Regions from separate parts of the Sus scrofa genome. Here region 2 is linked to region 1. The links are chromatin contacts, called in public Hi-C maps. All regions are on one chromosome and are shown on one strand. Each heading gives the region's core, a stretch centred on a gene start, on an enhancer-like site or on the middle of the called end of the contact. The rest is flanking DNA. Distances are from core to core; before and after follow the strand shown.

The links. Hi-C and Micro-C count contacts between places; a contact is called where the count stands out from the background.
Region 2: a contact with region 1 is called in a Hi-C map of skeletal muscle, with 2.8 times the contacts expected there. The contact joins the promoter of PHF3 here to the promoter of PTP4A1 in region 1. A contact is called at or near these places in 2 of 5 promoter capture datasets (fetal liver and liver), 11 of 47 Hi-C or Micro-C datasets (alveolar macrophages, embryonic fibroblasts, fetal heart ventricle and 5 more) and 1 of 2 datasets of contacts at active chromatin or transcription factors (alveolar macrophages).

What each region holds. Positions count from the first base shown.
Region 1 is chr1:45,168,653-45,175,123 of Sscrofa11.1, reverse strand. PTP4A1 (protein tyrosine phosphatase type IVA 1) reads right to left here and starts at 5,211. Exons shown (of 6, transcript XM_003121246.4): 1 at 4,428-5,211; 2 at 1,051-1,597. The coding sequence starts at 1,155.
Region 2 is chr1:45,215,227-45,221,079 of Sscrofa11.1, reverse strand. PHF3 (PHD finger protein 3) reads right to left here and starts at 1,690. Exons shown (of 15, transcript XM_021089302.1): 1 at 1,340-1,690.

The DNA of each region.
Region 1 (6,471 bases), core at 3,962-6,461:
CTTCAATTGGTACTGCAGGTTAACAGAAAGTCACATCTGTTTATCAGGGAAGGAAAGTATTGTTTTAAGTGACAATACTAGACTAGCATCAAAGGGAAGGGAATGTCACACATCATACATTTTTAATAAATTTTCAGGTAGCCCTTTATGTAATGAAGGATGAAGCACTAACAAAGGGGAATGGAAGCAATTCAGGAACAAAAATAAATACACAGAACCAAAGGAATCACTCATAACTATACTAATTATAACTCTTCTAGCATTTAAAAAATATATAGATGGGGAGTTCCTGTTGTGGCGCAGCAGAAATGAATCTGACTAGTATCCATGAGGATGCGGATCAAGAATTTGGCATTGCTGTGGCTGTGGTGCAGGCTGGCAGCCTTAGCTCCAATTCAACCCCTAGCCTGGGAACTTCCATATGCCGTGGGTACAGCCCTAAAATGAAAAAAATACATAGATAGATACAGATGATAATCAAAAATAAATGCATTTCTACGATTTGGGAGGCCTGTTTGTTGTTTCTGACTATCTGTAGTTATTTACAAAATAAAACAGGTATGCACCCAAATATTCAGCATTACAGTCAGAAGAGAGATGGTTTTGGCTATCCAGCAACCTCAAGAGATAGAATTAGTATATCAGTAGCCAAAATTGTATTTTAACTATCAAAATGGATCTAAGACATAAGTGAACTTTGGTTTATGGTACTGGTCATTATGCTAAGCAGACATATGAAAAACCAGTTAAGTGGAGCCTTCCTTCTATAAATTTCTTACAATAAGACAAGTCATACTTCTCACATACAAATCTAAATTGAACTGTGAGGCATAAAGAACTAAATATTAACTCACAAATCCAAACTAACTCAAGTATATGTCCTCCTCAAAATGTATAAAATAATTTTTTCCTCGAACTTAAACAAGACACTGATATTTTGGAGAGTTGGGATGGTAATTACACCACCTAAAAATTTCCAAAGCAAAAGTTTGTTACATAAAAGTCCCACTATTTAACTGTAATCAGTTAAAGACATTAAAAAACACTCACCTCTATAAATTTGTTTAAGGTTGCATTAGTTGGATTGTGTGTAATAAGAAATCTCATGTTCTTGTATGTGACTTCCACAGGAGCTGGGCGGTTCATTCGAGCCATGTTAATTTAGTTAAAAAAACTCAATAGGGTTATGAAAAAATTTTAAAAACTCAATACAGAAATGATGCAAAGAAACTGAGTCTACTTCAATATACTCCACTTGAAATTCTCAGTGCTTCTGAGTATGAAGTTGGGAGTAATGGGAAATGAAATGAACCTCCTAAAAAGAAGCAGCAACTTTTCAATCCAGTAATACTGAGGCAATAGAAAGGAAGTGCACTGAGGTTTACCCCATCCAGGTCAGAACTCTTGTAAAAAATGCTCTGTGGATTTTAATTCAACACTTCTGTGTCCAGGTTAACCACTCTTATGGGGGCTTCTTGGTGGAGTAGCAATGAGTTTTTACAGTTCACTCATCTGCATAAAGGTCGTGCTGTGCCTGGCAGTAATCTCCACTGCCCTTCAGAAACTCCATAAATGTGTGACCAAGAACACCACAGAACTGCTGTTTAAAAGAGAGAGAGAGAAAGAGAGAAAAAAGTTGTTTTCTAATTCAAAAGGAACATGCTATGCTTTTACAGTATTTAAGTGCACAGCTATCTTTTCAAATTTGGGCCTCAGTCACTTTTTCAACTTTTACTTGAATCACAAAATACAAGGGTGATTACAGGTTAAATCAATAAGCATCACACAAGCATTTAAAGATTACTTTAATACAAAAACCGCTTGCAAGAAGAATACCCGTTTTATTTGGTGAATATTCCTTATACACATTCTTTTATTAATTATTCCTTTTAATAGCTGTTTCCTTTACATTGTTATAAACTACCATGCACAGGAGTTCCTGTCCTTGTGGCTCAGCAGTTAAGGAACCCAACTAGTATCCCTAAGAACGCAGGTTCGATCCTTGGTCTCACTCAGTGGATTAAGCATCCAACACTACTGTAAGCTGTGGTGTAGGCTGGCAGCTACAGCTCCAATTCAACCCCTAGCTTGGCACTTCCATATGCCACAAGTGCAGCCATAAAAAGACAAAAACAAACAAAAAACCAGGTGCAACTTTCTATACCGATTTTTCCAAAATATTAACACATTACAAACTTCATGAATACTCGAAAGCTGTTAGTCTTTGTGTAATTCACTTATTCCTTTAAAGACTTAACCAATATTCTCAAGAGAAAAACAAAACAAAACAAAACTGGTTTTCAAAACACTTACATACACGCCATCTCATTTGATTCTTAATTTATCATTCCCCTTTAACAGATTATCTCTCATTTGAGACTTTGGAAGTTAACCAACTTGTTATGTGAAGTATTACAAAGAAATGTATATACATAAATAATTCCCACTTATAACTATAAAAAAGCTGTTCATAATTTCAGTAAAAATTTTTTGATTGTAAAGCCCAAATTCCACTTATTCCATCTTTAACTAAAATCTAATCCAAAGAAAAGAGAGAAGGAGGTGGGGGGGAGGGGCTGAGGGCAGTGGTGTAAATTCCATTTTTTTCTCCCATGTCTCAAGAGCAAGATTACTACTACTACCAATCATGTTTTTCCTAAGGTCTTCTTAAGAAACCAAAACAGTTTTATGCCAATGTCAAATATTAAATGAATATTCACAGGGTATTTTCAGAATGAATACACAAAAAGCATTGATATTGCTGTTGCTCTTCTTCCAAGTACTTTATAAGGAGCTTGTGTGTAGTGTGGTTGGGAGTAAACAAAGGACAAACATTAAGAACAGGTTAATAACAGCACCAAGAACCAGCCACTGCCCCAAACACTTTACCTGAGACTGCAGTAACTGAAGTAATTCCAATTATATTTTCTACCTCAAATCCTAAATACTACTTCCTTGGAATAAAAAGTGTCTTCTGGCACCTTCCCAATGACGATAAATTAATTTGCAAAGCTGTTAAGGTCAAAGACTCTAATCTCAGTATTCTGACTTCCAGGTACTACTTTTTTCAAGTTAAAGGCGATCTGTAGAGAAACACACAATACTACTTCCATACTTAACTAAAATTCCTGTTACAGCTGTCTGGCCATATCCCTTCAACTAGCAATTTCTCACAAGGAAGCACAGAAAGCAATACAGAAATAATTCTTTCAGTGGACTGGATAGAGCCACCCAGTAGGGGACAGACGGGTGATGAATTTCCACAAAAGCGGAAGTGACTGTGCACACCTAACACCTTTCTGTTCTGCCCAGGACTTCCCCATTCCCAATGTCTTCGCCCCAGGAAAACCTATCCATGATAGGCAATCTAGAAATACCAAGGAATTTTTTCTTCTTCCACTTATCAGTTGTACATAATCACAATAATCTGTGTTAACTATTTTATCAGATGGTAGGTAGTTGCAATTTGTGCCTCATCTACCTATACCTTAGGCAATGCACCTGGAATATAACAAGTATAAAATGCTGATTAGTTTTCAGAATGATCTAGCTTTCTGATTTTCAACTTTTTCACTGCCACCAAACAAAATTCACATATAGAGTAACGGGAAGCACTGGCTCATAATCTAGATCTCAAGCAAATCGATAGTTCTAACTGCAGTGTAAATAACGATGAAATACATTTGGAACCGCAGAGGGTTCCACGGACAGAGATAAACCTCAGAATTCTGGCTCTGGCTGGGCCCTGCGATGCAAGCCAACAGGAGGCAACAAACACAGCACATCTGGGGTTTCAGGAAGTTCTAAGGGTGCCGGATTAAAAGGCGGCACCGGGCCCCCTTGGCTTCGCGCAGTGCGGCCCGGAAGCTTCCCCAGGCTCAGACCCAGGCCGCTTCCCTCCTGCCCCGCCCCGGAGCAGGGACGAGCCCGGACTTGCTCCCATTGTCCGGAGCCGGTGGGGCGGGGCGGGCCGCTCACCTGGTGGGGCCGCGCGGGCCCGGGTCACGGGTTCGCGCCGCGTCTTCAGTCCGGCGCCGAGGCCATTTTGTCCGAGCGCCGGCCGCAGCCGCGGGGCCCTGGGTGGCCGCACAGGCCCAATCCCGCCGGCTCCGCGAAGGAGTCCGGCCCAGCCCGCGAGCAGCCGCCTCGCCCACCCGCCCGCAGGGTCTGGGGGCGCGCCCGCTGCAGTGACGCGCAACCCGCGCCCCACCCGGGCCACGTCCCCGCTCCCGGGCCCTGCGGCAGACAAAGGGGCCTTGGGGCGCCGCCGGGTGCCGGAGCGAGGTGGTGGTCACAAAGCGGCTCCCGTGCCACCGCGCAGCCCGGCGCCCCGGGCTTGGCCCTCAGCGCTCGCCCGCCAGTACCAGCGGGACCCGGGCGGAGCCAGGCTCCGAACAAAGGCGGCGGCACGGGGTACGGGTACTCACAGGAATATGTCTACTCATTGAAGATTGTGGCTTAATCATACAGCCGGTCCCGAGGCGGCGGCGACACAGGCGGCAGCGGTAGGGCAGGGGTGGCGGTGGTCCTCGCGGGCTAGCGGCGGCTTCGCTGGAGGCAGCGAGGGCAGTGGACTCGATCCTGCAGCGAGCGGCTCCGGGGAGAGCGCGCAGCCTCGCCGGCCCGCAGCCCAATGAGCCAATACGTGCGCCGAGGCGCCCTTGCGTCACAAGCCCTCTTATTTATAGCAAGAGTGACGTGAACGCCCAGGCGGCCAATCGCAGTCGGGCCTCAATCCTAGCGCCGACGAGCGGGGGCGGAGGCCCGCCTCGCCGACGTCACAGCGCGGCGGCGGCCGCCGGTGTGAACCGGTTGATGAATGGCGACCGGCTGCAATCAGAGCGCCTACCAGGCGGGGGTGGGAAGGGTCATTGGAGGGTCTGCAGGGGAAGCCCCGTACGGGGATGAGAGGCTGCTCTACGTAACTAAACCCCTGACGAGTGCACTCTCATCTCAGGAGGAGGCCCGAAGTTGGCCTCAACTAGAATGCAGTGCACTTCGGACTGGAGCGTAGTCTCAATCCCAGGCCTACTTCTTTTGCCGTAAGTCAGATCCCAGTCATTTTGACCAGCGGTTTGCCTGGGCACCTGCGCCCTGCGATCCCCAACGTGAAATCTTCCTGTGGCTCCACCTGCCCGCGACAACACCTGTGATGTTTCGGTCCTGCCCCCGGTAGCGCGAGCGGAGAGGACTTATTTCAGCAAACATTCGTGTATAGAAAACGGAGAGTGTCTTGTGATGCAGATAAAGCCCTCTGTTCCCCAGTCTTTTTTGGTCACGCCTTCATGCTACGCACGCGGGCAACTGTAGTTGGCTCAAGCGTGGCATTTCTAAATCACAGGCATCCTTTGTACTGCTGCTCACTTGATGTGTTGTCACAGATAATAAAAGGTTAGGCAGCGTTTTAAAAATTAAGAATCTTCGATTTTGCCAGACTGATGTGATTCTTTGCCTCAAAGCTATTGCTTTCCTTTTTGTTCATTTTCAGAACTGTTCCACTGTTCGTAATTTAGACTTTTAGGAAGTAAAGCCTTATCACAGTTGTTCTGTCTTGCACCCGGGCAATTCTGTCTTTTATGATCTGAAAACTCTTTCTCTTCTGGAAGGAGTAAACAGGAGTTTTACCTGCTTTGAAGAACTAGGTTTTCTACTCAGGCCTTTTGTTTGCTGTTTTCACTGAGCATAGATTGGAGAGGGCTTTAGGGATCAAATTGTTTTCTTGGTCAGTGTACTGCAGCATCTTAGGATTTATTAAAACGTCTACTTAAGAGACTGTGCTTGTGTAGACAACTTTTTAAAAATTTTTATTGGAGCATAGTTGATTTACAATGTGTTTCAGGTGTATAGCAAAGTGATTCAGTTATACCTATATCCCTTCTTTTCCCCACATAAATTATTACAGAATATTGAGTACAGTTCCCTGTGCTATACAGCAGGTCCTTGTCAGTTATCTGTTTTATAAAGAATATTGTGTATATGTTAATCCCAAACTCCTAATTTATCCCTCCTCCAACCTTTCTTCTCTGGTAACCATAAGTTTGTTTTAAAAGTCTGTGAATCTGTTTCGGTTTTGTAAATAAGTTCATTTATATCATTTTTTTTTTAGATTCCACATATAAATGATATTATGACATTTGTGATATTCAACTTTGTTTATAAGCATATACTCTGCAAACAAAGTGCTTTCAAAAAAATAAAGAACTGGATCAGGCAGGCTTTCACAGGAACAGAAGTCATCTTCATTTTAAAGAAATTGCTTGCCTAGGACACTTCTGAATCCATCTACATCAAGGAAGATTAAAGAGCTTGAGAAATATATGATGTCCCTTCACAAACTATAAACGAGTAAAAATGTAAATATTTAAAATCCTAAAAAAAATAGGAGTATTGAAAAAATTGTCCTAGGATGAGAGAAACCTTGTTAAGAAGATAAGGGAACTCAAGTCACAAAGGAAAAGTCAGATTTCATTA
Region 2 (5,853 bases), core at 441-2,940, 49 kb before region 1:
GATGGTTAAAAAATCACTATTTGAAACAATCTTCACAACAAAACACCTTTTATGTGCTCTGGAGTAAAGATACAAATTCAAAAACAGAAGAATGCTGTACAGATTTCCTGGTTATTTAACTCATGTCTCTTTCCTACCAGAAAAACGAACATATCTACAAACATTTTCACAATCCCAAACACTTTATTCAAGAATCAAAAAAAAAAAAAAAAAGGCAAGTAATGAATGAGAAATGGAGGCATAGTTTGGGGAGATCTCAACCAGTTTAGGAAAGAGAAGACAAGTTCGAACCCGAAATAGTAACTAAATGGAACAAAGTACTCCCTAAGTAGTTTACTGTATCTTTTCTCCCCTCAACTTAAAATGGTAAAGTTCTTACTTGCAATGGTTCACTTACCGATGTTTTATTTTAAATTACGTTATCTCTACCCGTAATGAAGATCAGGACTAGGAAGATACTAAAGCACTGCTGCCACTGCATGAATGACTATCCATGATCATATTATGCAAATGACCCCTAAATAACACCAGTAATCACACAAATTACTTCGAATCATAGTCTTTGGGAAATAGCACTTCAAAACCCAAAGATGGAAAACAGTCATCGGACTCGGCAACACATTGCTAGGGGCGAGAAGGGGCACTGGACAGTGCCGAGTACTAATATTCTCTCCCTTTCTCCTCCTCCCCGCCCCCCCCGTCAGGTGATCAGTTGTTTAGCACCATAAACACCCACGTATCGACAAGTGGTTCATTAAATCACACGTATTATTGGAAGGCCAGATTCCAGGCATCTCATTTCAAACTATGCAAAGGGAGTCGACAGTTTGGGTCCCGAGCACAAAAGCGCGCGGTCGCAGAAGGTGGATGGAGCGCCAACTCCTGGTCCTCACCAGCCGGAACCCAGTCCGGCTTTGCTGCCAAGGCCAGCGCCGGCTGCCCGGACCCAGGCCCTGAGCTGGATGCCGAAGGGCCAGGTCGGGGCCTGCGGCCTGGGCCTCCACAGACGCGCCCGCCGTACCTCCAGGCCTGCGCGCCCGCGCGGCGGCAGGACTCACCCCGAGGCCCCAGGCGCTGGAGCCGGAGGGGAGGCCGCGACCCGGACCCTCTGCCGGGCGGCCCCGCCGCCGCAAGCCCAAACGGCCCTCTACGGCAGAGACGGCGCGGGCGGGCCGAGGGCGTCACGCAAGAGGCCGGAGAAGCGCCTTCCCGCTGCGCGGCAGAAAGGCGCGGAGTGCGGCCGCGGGAGGCCTGCTGGCCACGGGGTGCGGGGTGCGGGGCGTGGGGCAGGGGCTGGGGGAAGGGAGGGCCGCCCGGCCGCCGCCGCACCGCAACTCACCAGCTCCGCCGACGAGCGCTACCACTGGCAGCGAGAGGAAGATGGTGGCCGCGCCGCCGAGGAGGAGGGGGCCGGCCGCGCCGAGAGGGGGTACGCGCAGGACGCAGGCGTCGCTGCCACAGCCTCTTCTTCCTCACGGTCCGGACGGCCGTGCGGGCCACACCGTCCTAGCTTCCGCGCCGCCTACTTATCCTCGTTGCAGCCGCCGCCGCCCTGAGCCCGAAGGCCGCTCGCCTCGTGGGGACCGTGCGGCGGCGCGAGACCCCGCAGCCATCAGCGTGCGGCTGCGGCGGCGCGGGGGGCTGGAGCGGGGTCGCGTCACGTGACCACACTGTTTACCGTTCCGGGGCCGCGCCGCGCCGCGCCGCGCCTGCGCGCTGTGGGCCCCCGGGCTTCTGAGGGCGCGGCACCGCCTGCGGGCCGGGCTGAGGCTGAAACCAGTCGCTTTTTCAGGACTGTAGTAACCACTAAGGCTGTCTACTTCATGTGATATAGATGGGCGAATCTGCCTCGGGTACCTTTTATGAATTGGGTGTGTGTTCCAGAATGGCGGGCTAGGGTGGGGCAGATCGAGCCCCTTGCCCAGGAATCCCTGCTTACTTTGCACAACAGCCCCTTCGTGTACCACCTCGCCCTCATCTTGACCCTGTTAGCTAGTTGGTCTGCTTTCAGGATTCAAATTGCCTCCTCCCAGAAATATTCCTGATCTAAGCAGTTCGCAAAGTGTGGCCACAGGATCCCCAGAGGGGTCCCCTCGACCTTTCAGAGGATCTCCCAATTCTTTTGCAATCACATATGTGTAAGGCCAAATTTTCTTCATCTCCTTCAAACAAAATAACGTGGAGCAATGGATTAAATACAGAAGCAGATGTGAGAATCCAGCATCTTCTATTAAGCCAGATATTGAAAATATTTGCAAAAATTTAAAACGATGCCACTCTTTCATTAAATTTTGTTGGAAAACGTATTTTTCACAATAAGTATCTTTGATAACAATGAATTTCTTTTTTTTTAAATGTTTTCTGTTGTTCTTATATTTAATTTCTGAGACAGTAAATATCAATAGATATAACTAACCCATATAAACAAAATGTAAGTCCCTCAGTAATTTTTAAGAGTGTATAGGGGTTCTAAAACCAAAAAGTTCGAAAACCGATGGTTTAGTTTATGTGTTTCCGCAGCAGCTTGGACTGACCCCTATCTCAGCCCTTAATAAACACCCTGAGGTAATTGCTAGTCATCTCTCTGACCTAGATGACCCCTTAAGGACAGTCTCTTAGCTACAGCTACCATAATAGTACCCACTAAAGAAAGATAGCCAGCCAGCACCTACAGTGCTCTTCTAAAACCTTTACTTGTTTATTTAAGCCACAAGCCAACCTCAAACTACACTGTAAGATTTAGTGTGGAGAAGAATAGGTCACAGGCAAGTGATGAAGATCTGTCCATTCTTTACTCCCTCCAGTCTTCTGGTATTTCAAGCCCTCCCAAACAAAACCTTCCATAAAGGAGGTTTAGATTGTCCTAATTGTAGAATCCTAGAAATCAATCCCGTGTTGGATGTTGGAATCAATCCCTCAACAAATTTTTTACAATCTCTCTCTTTTTTTTTTTTTTTTTTTTTTTGGTCTTTTGTCTTCCTAGGCCCGCACACACAGCATATGGAGGTTCCCAGGCTAGGGGTTGAATTGGAGTGGCAGCTGCTGGCCTACACCACAGCCACAGCAACGCCAGACCCAATCTGAGTGTTCAACCTACACCATAGCTCACCGCAACGCCAGTTCTTCAACCCACTGAACGAGGCCAGGGATCGAACCTGTGTCCTCATGGATGCTACTTTTTTCTTTTGAAGAGAGATTTTTTTCCAATTCTTTTTTTTTTCCCCACTCTTTTTTTTTTTTTTGCCTTTTCTAGAGCCGCTCCCATGGCATATGGAGGTTCCCAGGCTAGGGGTCTAATCAGAGCTGTAGCCACCGGCCTACACCAGAGCCACAGCAACTTGGGATCTGGGCTGCATCTGTGAAGTACACCACAGCTCACGGCAACGCCGGATCCTTAACCCACTGAGCAAGGGCAGGGATCGAACCTGCAACCTCATGGTTCCTAGTCGGATTCGTTAACCACTGAGCCACAACAGGAACTCCTTCCAACTCTTTTTTTTAATGCCCGCACCTAAGGCATATGGAAGTTCCCAAGCCAGGAATCAAATCTGAGTCACCAAAGGGACAACTCTGGATCTTTAACCTATTGTACCACAGTGGAAATACCAAGAGATCTTTCTTTTCTTTTCTTTTTTCTGAGGAAAGGAAAATAGAAGTGAATAGTCAAGGTTTTTTTTTCACTTGCAATGTCTGGGATGAAGTGTAAAAATAACTCTAACTTTATCTCTTTTTCTGGATCTCAGAACACTCATATAGTGCTGGTGAGAATGTAAAATGGTGTAGCTGCTTTGGAAAACAGCCTGTAGTTTTCCAAATTATTAAATATAGAACTACTGTATGACCCAGTAATTCCAATTCCTAGGTATATACCCAAGACACATGAAAATAGGAGTTCCTTCTCTGGCATAATGTGTTAAGAATCCAACTGCAGCAGCTCAGATTGCTGCGGAGGCGCAGGTTCAATCCCCTGCCTGGTGCAGTAGGTTAAAATATCCACTGTTGCCACAGCTGTGGCTCAGATTCAATCCCAGGAACTTCTATATACCACTGGTGTGGCCATTAAAAAAGAGAGAGAGAGAGAGAGAGATGGAAACAAGTGTCCATGCAAAACTTTGTACATGAATGTTAATAACGGCATTATTCATAATATCAAAAGGCGGAAAAAAGGTAAATGTATATCAGTGGATGAATAGATAAACAAAATGTGACATATCCATACAATGGAATATGATATGGCAATAAAAAGTAGAAATGTACCCATATGTACTACAACATGGATGAATCTTGAAAACATTACCCTATGTGAAATAAGCCAGTCACAAAACACAAAATATGTTCTATGAAAAAGTCAGAATTGGCAAATCTATAGAAACAGAAAATAGATTAGTGGTTGCATAGGACCAGGGGAGGGGGTCAGTCGGAAGGGATGATAGAAGGGTCATGGTTAAAGGTACAGAGTTTTACTCCAAAGTGAAGAAAATGTTCTAAAATTGTCATAATGGTTACAGCTATCTGTGCATCTCCTAAAAATAATAGAATTATACACTTTAAATGAGTGAATTGTATGGATGTAAATTTTATCTCAGTAAAACTGTTACTTTTTTTAAAAGGAAACTTGAATAAATGGAAACATATACTATGTTACAGGTAGGATAAAAACAATATAATGAAGATGTCAATTCTCCCCAAAACAATCCATAACAGTATTACCATTCCTTTTTAAATTTGGAAAGAAAATTTTGAAGTTAATCTACAAAAATGGAAAAGCTAATATAACTATCAAAGTTTTTCTTTAAAATAATAATGTGTAAAAATGGAAAGTGAGCCATTCAATCTGTGCATAAGAATATTAAAATGTAAGAACATGTGGTATATATGTACAATGGAATACCACTCAGCCATAAAAAATAACTAAATAATGCCATTTGCAGTAATATGAAGGCAACTAGAGAGTCTCATACTAAGTGAAGTAAGTCAGAAAGAGAAAGAAAAATACCATATGATATGATATCACATAGATGTGGAATCTAAAATATGCCACAAATGACCCTATCTACAAAACCGAAACAGACTCAGACATAGAGAGCAGACTTGTGGTTGCCAAGAGGGAGGAGGAGGGAGTGGGAAAGACTGGGAGTTTGTGGTTAGTAGATGCAAAGTATTACATTTAGAATGGATGAACGATGATGTCCTACTGTATAGCACAGGGAACTATATCCAATCTTCTGGGGCAGACTATGATGGAGAAGACTATGAAAAAAGAATGTAGACGTTCCCATCGTGGCTCAGCGGAAACAAATCCAACTAGGAACCAGGAAGTTGTGGGTTCGATCTCTGGCCTTGCTCAGTGGGTTGAAGATCCAGTGTTGCTGTGAGCTGTGGTGTAGGTTGCAGATGCAGCTCGGATCTGGCATTGCTGTGGCTCTGGCATAGGCCGGCGGCTACAGCTCTGATTGGACCCCTGGCCTGAAAATCTCCATATGCCTCGGGTGTAGCCTTCAAAAGACAAAAAAAAAAAAAAGAATGTATATATATACATATATATATGTATATGGCTGAGTCACTCTGCTGTACAGCACAAATTAGCACAACATGTAAATCAACTATACTTTAAGTTTAATAAACCCTAGGTGTTCCCATTGTGGTTCAGCAGTAATGAGCCTGAGTAGTATCCATGAGGACGTGGGTTTGATTCTTGGCCTTGTTCAATGGGTTAAGCCTCTGGCGTTGCCGAGAGCTATGGTGCAATTCGAACATGCAACTCAGATCTGACGTTGCTGTGGCTCTGGTGTAGGCCAGCAGCTGCAGCTCCAATTCAACCCCCAGCCTGGGAACCTCCATATGCCATGGGTG